Linked DNA regions of Gasterosteus aculeatus: region 1 is linked to region 2. The links are chromatin contacts, called in public Hi-C maps. All regions are on one chromosome and are shown on one strand. Each heading gives the region's core, a stretch centred on a gene start, on an enhancer-like site or on the middle of the called end of the contact. The rest is flanking DNA. Distances are from core to core; before and after follow the strand shown. Region 1 holds the start of LOC120824452 (very long chain fatty acid elongase 4). Region 2 overlaps glis1b (GLIS family zinc finger 1b).

Region 1 (4,456 bases), core at 1,287-3,786, 34 kb after region 2:
ACCCGTCATGTAAATGATTATTGCAAGTCATAAAATGCTCTTAGTAACACAAAAAAATACAATACAATGTGAGAAATTAAGAAAGTCATAAAGAACGTCAGTAAAAAGATGGAAAGCTGAACTTCACATCCAATGAACCGTGTCGTTAAAAGTTGTCACGTGTGATTGTAAACATTTATTTGGAGATTTCTCAGGTCTTACTGGAGTCCTTGGCCTTAAAGTGTTACAAAGGTCACGCGCCGGCTGTGTGGGAACTTGGATACGGAGCCGGTCTGCGTGTTCAAACTTGCGCGGCAGCAAACGCAGGAGAATGACGCAAAGAGCCAACAGAGGTTGCACAGACTTCTTGTCGGCTCGACGGTTGAGCTTTGGGAACGTTCGGGTCCCGCGAGGCGGCTTAATTAGCCTCCCGTTGCTTCAATACAAAAAGGGCCGGATGGCAAACGGCCACAACAAGACGAGGATTTCAACAAGTGAGCTGAAATAAACGAGAAACAAAACGACTCTTTGAGGTCGGCTGTTTTGTTGCACAGGTCTTTTGTTTCATTCAAATTAGCACGCGTGTGATGGAAATATGTTTAGAATGGGAAGGAACACCGAAAGGGGCGTTTTCACAGGAAGGACCGGACAAGTCAGAGCAATTATTCTACAGCTTCTGTTTATTTATTGCCAACGGACGTCAATAAAAGCCACTCGGTCTTAATATTTTCCCCACTTCCTTAATCTGTGCGCGGCACTTAATCCAAAATCCATTTGTTCCCAAGTAACCCATTAAAACTCCGTTTGGATCAATGCACATTTAAAAAGAAACAATCTCACGCATCGGCGCGGCTCTCCTTTACATGACTTCCACTTCCTGTCATACCGGGCCGGAGGGGTTGACTTACACTGTCCGCCGGCCACGTACTTGATGCCCGCCCACCAGTTGAACATCAGGGGCCCGTGGTGGTAGACGTGGAGGAAAGTCAGCTGGTTGTTCTTCTTCCTCAGGATGAAGAACATCTGCAAGGGGGGAGGTGGGGTTATCGCTTCAACTCAGCCCGCTGGCAACTTTGAACACTCTTGAAACAGCGACGCACCGTGTCGGCCAGCTCGATGATCTTGGAGAAGAAGAACCACCAGCAGGCCTTGGCCATCTGCGGGGAGGGAAACCACGTTGGAATGTGAGTCTGACGCGTCGTTTCGTTGGACGGTTTTAAAAGCGGGGGGCGCGCGGCGTGTCGCTCACCCTCAGGGGCAGCGGCTTGGTGCTGTAGTCGACGGGCTGGCACAGGAGGCTGTAGTTGGAGAGCCACGCCGTGACCAGGATCTGGTACAAACGGACATTCACACGGTTACTTAGGCCACACGAAATGCCACCGACCTGCTTCTTCTTCTTCTTCTACCGAGACAAACAAAGGAAGACGCACCTCGTAGAACATGTAGGCCGACAGGCCGACCATGGCGAAGTTGTACAAGACCAGGACGCCTTTGAGGTCGAAGGGTTCTCTGTGCTTCATCAGACGGGGGCCGGCCCAGACCACGAAGAGGTACGCCAGGAAGATGAGCGCCACCGGGACGGGGGAGTAGACCAGCAGCCACTCGTCCGTCCTCTTGTCTGGAGACGCCACAGAAGCTTCGCGTCAGGGGTTCATGTCCACGTTCACACGCGCATCACAGGACAGCGGCGTTTGCATCCCAGAAGATGCTTGTGACAATTTTATTTAACCCCCCCCCCCCCCGCCGAACCCCCGTTCCCAGTCCCAGTTCAGCTGAGGCCTCCGGCACTGGGAGTCCCAACCACAAACGTTCGCAACGAAAAGCTTCCCTGCTCCTGAACAAGGTTTCTCGTTAAGTGTCATGGAGGCCCAACGTGGAACTGGACCCACAAAGCCGTCATTGTCGAGACGTGGAGCACATCTGCATCTCCCACACGCCAACGGACACACAAAGGCTTGTTGTTCGCAGGGAACTAAGTGACTAAACGAAAACGAATAATACTAATTATAATAATCACAACCCATACCTCCGCTTTCCACTATCGTCTGGTGCACGGACACGACGCTCTGCCACGCTGAAGCCATCTGGAAACGTCAAGAAAGTCAACGAGGAAGCAGAAAAAGAGGCAACAAACAAACAAACAAACAAACAAAAAACCCTCACAAACAAACGTAAAAGGTTTAAAGATGAAGAAATGTACTCGCCGTCGTTTCCCTCGCTGGAGCCTCTCAGCCTGTTGGCCTGGATTCACCTGGCGGTGCCGGAGCCTTTTTTTTTTTGGTCGATGAATGAATGAAGGGCGTTCGCGGGGAGACGCGGAGCCGCGGAACCGGATCGCGTGGATTAAAGTTCGTTAAAGCGAGAAGCTGCCGCACGCGGGGAGCTGCAATGGCGACTTGCCTCCTACGCGGTTAACTTTGAAACAGAGCGGAGAAGAAAGTACTGACATCTGATTTGAATCACTTCCTGTTTGTCTTCACTTCTGCGTTTTGGATTTTTTTTGGGGGGAGGGAGGGGGGGGGGGTGACAGAATGAGCGTGTCGTTGCGCGCGGCGGCCGGCGGGGGGCGCTGTTTCCCGCCACGACGTCACCGACGCCCACTTTCGCTGTTTGAGCCAATTATTCCGTCTCCGCGAAGGAAAGAAGAAGAAGTACTTTAAATCAGCCCCTGCAGCTGCTACATTAAATTGATGCTTAACTGAAATCCATCAATCAAAAATATTATTTAATTATCATTCTGAAAGGAGTCATATTATTTTCGGTAGAGAAGTTTATATTGACGCTAATCCTCTTGTGTATTTGTCTTTCATTTTGAATGCAGTACTTTTAGTCGTAATAGTAACAGGTATTATTTGATATGTCACAGTCAGTGACCCCTATCACATACCAAGTAATTAAAAAAAACCAATACAAACAAACAGCAGATGCTTTGTTAACTGTCCATAATAAACAAAGCTACTAAAACCTAAAATAATTGGCTTTAATCATGATGATTTTTCTGGTGCTTGTGCTTTATTGTACAAAGTTACACTCTCGGCACTCTTGTGTCCACTAACATTACATTTTTATTAAAGTAATAAACCCGACAATTATCCCACAGCTTGTAAAAACATCTTATAATCACAATGTAGAAATTAAACCGTATGTACAATTTGGTCTTTTAAACTAATTGAATAAAAAAACCTTAAAGGCACATCAAAGCAATCTGCTTTAAAACAAAACATTAATACAAATGAACTTTTAAAATAATTTGTATTTGTACTTAATTACAAGCGATGGCACCACGACACTGTTATCCCCTGTGGCAATAATGCATGTGTGCGTAAAGGAAAGTCACACAATAGCTGCAGGTTTGCTGCTGTCACTTCGCTCTGGAACAAACTCAACGACTGCAGCTTCCCACCTTCTGAAAACACAACTCAGCTCAGAAAATGATTAACTTTGACTGCAGAGTGACATCGGGGGAGGAGGAGGAATTCCTCTCCGGGTGCTGCAGGTTAACCTGCTTCTAACCTCAGATTAACATCTCGTGCACATGCAGGTTATTCAGTGTCTCGCACCGAGTGAGTGAGTGACTGGATTGCTGTTACACAACTGCTCGTTGCTCTTTCTGAATGTGGAGGCGCCGCCATGTGATCTGATGGCGGCGTCAGTGAGTTCATCCACTTCCTCGATATGCAGTTGTTGAGCTTGACCCAAAAAGCTTAACCTGAGAAGTTGATACAGGCTCAAAAAAACATTGCCATAAAGGAATTAGTTTTTCTCAGGGTACATTTATATTTTGCAGTATATATTATGTGCCTTTGAGGTGGTTTTATATCGCATATTTGCAGGTTGTTCACCTAGTGTTATGCATGTGTTATATCTCACAACAATAAGAGTAATCCAGAACTAATTACCATAAATATTGTTGAATTTATTCAAATAAAGCTTTGGCCAATCATTTCATCTAAACGCAGCATAACTGTGTCATGTGATGTGCTCATTCATTACACTCAAAATACTATATTGCTGTGAGTACTACAGAAAATTGCAGAGGAACATTCTTGCTCAGGAATTCAAATTATTGTCGCTGGCCACAACTTCACACTTCAGCGGTCCAGACACATACTTCTCTTTGTTCCCGTAGACATTCCACGCAAAATGAACCGCAGAGCACTCGCATCCCACACGTGACCTGTGAGTGCTCACGTCGCACTGAGGACCTCAACTGTGTGAAGCATCTTTCCCTTCACGATGAATGATGAGCGGCAACAGAAGAAGAGTAGAGAGCGGACGCCCCTAGTGGACACTACTGGCTACTGCACACAGAACAATGAGGCAGGTACACCTCAGTGCCGCGCGCACGTCTCATTTCTGCTTCCTCTTGTGGAGGTAGCTCTGAAAATAGAAGTTACTGAAGAGCACGATGAGCGTGACGCAGTAACCGAACACCACCAGGTTCATGGAGTCGGGGAAGTCGCACTCGGTGAACAGG
Region 2 (4,372 bases), core at 486-2,985:
GATGACAAAGGTCTCCGGCCCTAGCTAACGTTAGCTCAGTCCCCCCCCACCGTCTCGCTCGGGGGGGGGGGGGGGGGGGGGGGACAAAGACGATACCTTCATGAGAAAAGGGAGCTTTTCTCACATCACTCAGGGGCTTTGGACAAAATCCATAATGAGCCAAATGACAGGAATGATTATGTAGGAGATCACAGCGACGCATGGAGAAATCTGACCTGGGTTCCCCATTCAGTGGGGCAAAGATTCCCACCATAATACACAGTATTGTAAACGATGACCCTTCATAGGCCGCAATTATGCCACCAAAACAGGTGACTCCCTATTTATCCCCAATATTGGGTTGGGTTTAACCCCTTTGTGTCATCAAAGCCTGTCAGATGGACACACTAGCCAGTGGCCTCTCGGTCTCAGTAGCCGTCCGTCCCTCCCCCTCTCTCTATTCTTAGTCATAAATGCCCATTCATATCCTCTCACTACCAGGAGATCCTGTTTCATTTATTCACGTAAGCACTCGGTGGATTCTGCCGACAAGTGTTCAACATGTCCTTCAGTCACTGAATCCTACTCAACGTTAACGTTTGTTTCCCTCGAGGTCCCTTAAGGTGTATGAAAGACTTGGCCGAATTATTTTCAACCGGTGGGTTTTTATGTAAACTGGGAGATTGGTCGGAAGGAGGAGGGGTTAGCAAGAGGCTAAGCTCTGACTGTGCCGCCAGTGGGAAGGATGAAACGGCCAGTGTCTGTCATCAGCCGACAAGCTAATAGCGCTCATATTCCTCTTTGTGTGTTTTTCTCCTTACAGATCCTCCAGTGGCTTCCAGAGGACCCTGCCGGGGGCCTCACCCGGCCCGGGCTGCGGCGCTGCCAGCGGGACTCGCTCCTCACTCCTATACCCCATCAAACAGGAGAACTCAATGGGCTACAAGATCTCCAACCTGGCGTCCGGGGTCCACAGCACTTCTCTGGCCGGGTTTCAGAACTGCAGGGCGGGCCACGCTTTGGGCACGTCGAGGGACGACGTAGTTGGAGCGGCACATGTTAGCAGCGGCGCAGGCGGCGCCGTGTCAGGCAACGCGGCGCAGCCGTTTAATAATGAAGATGGCTCCTCCCCGCTGGCTTTGTCCCCGACTGGCTCCCGTCATTCAGCGCGGCTAGTCAGCGCTAGCAGTCTGAGGAGACGCTGCCTGTCCCTAGCCTCGCCGTCCACCTCCGCTGCGGACGCCGCTGCCACAGCTTCCCCGCTGGTCACCGGCGCTTCCTCCTCCGAGATCAACATCACCGCCATCATCTGCTCCTCCTCCCAGATGTCGATGGTCGCCTGCGTCAACGGCTTCCGCACCAACCTCTCGCCCAACCACGCCAGCAGTGCCGGCTTCTCCTCCTCCTCCTCCTCTTCCTCCTCCTCCTCCTCCTCCTCTTCGACGTCCCCGCTCTCTAACCCCTGCTCGCGGGAAGCCCCCCAGAGGCCCCCGCCTCACGGCAGCCCCCGGCAGGCCGCGCTGCTGGAGAGCTGTCAGCTATCCTCACCTGCCACCTGCCTGCTGTCCCTTTCCTCCTCGTCATCGTCCTCCTCTTCGGTGTCATCGGTGGAGCTCGAGCAGGGCCAGGGGCTGTGCGAGGAGCCGGGCTCTATGCTGCCGGGGCGTGGGGCCGGGGGAGCTGGCGGGGGAGGTGTGGGAGGAGGGGCAGGAGGCTCCGACGGGCTGGGGCTACTGATGAGCGGGGCCCTGATGTCTGGGATGCTGCAGTCGGGGCTGGAAGTCGGGCCTCTCCTGGACCGCGGCCAAAGGTCAGGGGCCGCCCTCAAACAGGAGCCCATGGATGATTTTTCGCCCAGCGAAGACGAACTCTTTCAGCACCACTACCATCACCACCACCACCACCACCACCACCTGGGTGGTCGCAGCGGGCACCTTCGGCAGCCTCACCACCCCTCTCGCCCTGCTATGCCTCCGCCCTATCACCTTCACCAATACGGGGGCCCGCAGCACCACCAGAGCCAGCAAGCGGCGCCGACCGCCTCCCTTGGACTCAAACCGTCCCCCGGAGGCCCCCCCGGGACTCACGCGGCCCCAGAGCGGGAAGACGGTGGAGGAGGAGGAGGAGGAGGAGGAGCAGCGGTTGACAAGCAGGTGTGTCGCTGGATCGACTGCAGCGCTGCGTACGAGCAGCAGGAGGAGCTTGTGAGGCACATTGAGAAGGTCCACATCGACCAGCGCAAAGGTGAGGACTTCACCTGCTTCTGGGCGGGCTGCATCCGTCGCTACAAGCCCTTCAACGCCCGCTACAAACTGCTCATTCACATGAGAGTCCACTCGGGGGAGAAGCCCAACAAGTGTATGGTGAGTGATCGCAATCCGGTCAAGTTATTCATGTGCCAGACCCCCGGAAAAAAAAACGGACCCCTGTGGTCAGTCGTAGTCAAAACATGTTTTAAATCCCCTCATAGTCAGCAGCCCGATTTTCCTCTCTTTTGTAATGATTTGTTTGTATTTATTGGTTTATTATGAATATAGTTCGTCCCGTGATTTCATCAGTCTGTTAAAGATGTTTCTTTGTTTGAAATAAACACAAGCACATATTTCCCAAAGAAATACAGACCCTCAAGGGGATTTCTCCTCAAAAAGAGGAGTGTCCATTGTGTCCAAAAAGCAAGAATGGACTTGCTTCACTGCTGATTACTTTTCAACAGAAACCTTTATTTTGTGATTTTTTTTTTTTTTTTACTTTGCTATTTTGAAGATATGAGCCGCTGTAAAAGCAGCATTACCTCGTCAGAATAAATACATTCGTGGCTGTATTCTGTACAGTTAAGGCTCCAATTCCACCAGTCACCCCCACTAATCACTGTCAAGCTGTCACTCCCCCGCCTCCTTTAGCAAATGGAAAAAAACCTTCCAACCGAATGATTTAGTCCAAATACACAATTGGTCCACAATTTGCGTAGGCCGAAGCCATGTTTATTTTCACGAGCACTCTGTTTTTTGAGACGGGATGCAGATCATGAAAAGCCGACACATATGGTTAACGTAACCCAACAATGCCTACACTTGATCCCTTTAAATGAAAATGTCAGAAGTGGTTCTCTTCCAGCTCAGGAACCCCTCCAGGTACTAATTATTGAAAGTCTGAGTCTGCAGTTCCGCTACAACACCTTTTTTTTTTTTTACCTCTCTGCCCTTTTTATTCCTCCAAAAATAAATAATACCTGGAGATTTTTTCCCTTCCTTTCTAAGTGGCACGTCAAATTTTTCTTTGGCCGTTTTCTTAAGCGTTGGATCAGAAATTTGAACTAACTCTGAAACGTGTGTCCGCTGTTCTCGCCTGTTAGTGTCCTGCTTCCTCGGCCCAGCGCGAACAAAACATTGGGGAGTAATTTGCTTTGCTGATTTGCACGTTTCCCGGCTGTTAATCGTGCTTTAGGACTGTGTCATATTAAAGGCTTTCCTTTGTTGCGCTTCGTGGGGCTGTGCGGGTGTGGCCTCGGTGCCGCTCGAGTGACACGCAGCCAGCGGACGCCGAGGGGATGTTTGTGTGTTCATGCGGAATAGGTGTACGCAGGAATGTGTCACCGCGAAGATGTGTGTACGCGTGTGTTTGTTGGAGATGTTTGCCATATGTGAGCACTGGAACAATTCGGCCCAGTGTGGAGGAGCCGCTGGATTCTGTCTGCCGACATGAGGCACCGTGAAACGCTGCCACACACCCTCACCTCCCGATCACCCTCACGCACACACACACACACACACACACACACACCTACGTATTCACAGCCACGCAGATATATGAAAATGGGAATATTGTTTCCATTGAGTCTCACAATAGGAAGTATTGATTCCGAGTGCCGTGCGCTGGGCTGTAACGCTCCGGCTTTTTCCGGCGGCGCGTAAACAGAAAGGTGAAATGTTTTGGAGCTTGAATCAACACATCTGATCAGCAACGATTGAACGTATGCTGATCTGGGACTTCAGCGGATAAACTCGGAGGGCCGGAGAAATAAACACACTCTCTATGTGTTTGTAACTGTGTTTGTGTATAGGCGATGTAGACTTAACTAAGTACTACATACTTAGAAGGCAAGGGGGGGGGGCTCTCAATACGCTAATGTATCCCCTATAGTTTTCCTTACATTTTAGTTCCAACCACCAGAGACTTCCTTTAAAAAACATTTTAATTCAACGCCCAGGCTCTATCCTTAGAAAGATATGTTATCTCTGTGAAGCATCACAAATGATTGAGTGATATTTTTCACATAAACACAAACACATTCCATTCTATCTACGCAACATGAAATACAGCAAGTTGGCGCCGAAGGCAAAAGTTCTAATTGATATAAGCCTCACATTCTTAGGAATGCAAAAGAGTGCGTTTG

What was found. Hi-C and Micro-C count contacts between places; a contact is called where the count stands out from the background.
Region 1: a contact with region 2 is called in a Hi-C map of whole body, with 2.8 times the contacts expected there. The contact joins the promoter of LOC120824452 here to the enhancer-like site in region 2. A contact is called at or near these places in 5 of 6 Hi-C or Micro-C datasets (blood and trunk muscle, skeletal muscle, tail fin and 1 more).

Annotation. Positions count from the first base shown.
Region 1 is chr8:18,567,490-18,571,945 of fGasAcu3.hap1.1, forward strand. It overlaps LOC120824452 (very long chain fatty acid elongase 4), which reads right to left and starts at 2,537. Exons shown (of 8, transcript XM_040185336.2): 1 at 2,184-2,537; 2 at 2,006-2,063; 3 at 1,410-1,597; 4 at 1,229-1,309; 5 at 1,080-1,136; 6 at 888-1,002. The coding sequence starts at 2,063. It overlaps elovl8b (ELOVL fatty acid elongase 8b), which reads right to left. Exons shown (of 8, transcript XM_040185334.2): 8 at 2,973-4,456. The coding sequence ends at 4,330.
Region 2 is chr8:18,533,881-18,538,252 of fGasAcu3.hap1.1, forward strand. glis1b (GLIS family zinc finger 1b) reads left to right here. Exons shown (of 11, transcript XM_040185302.2): 4 at 803-2,342. Among protein-coding and RNA genes, the nearest start is that of glis1b, 26 kb to the left of the region's middle. Within about 2 kb of position 1,736, at least 2 of the 9 cell types and tissues checked have open chromatin away from gene starts, as enhancers often do.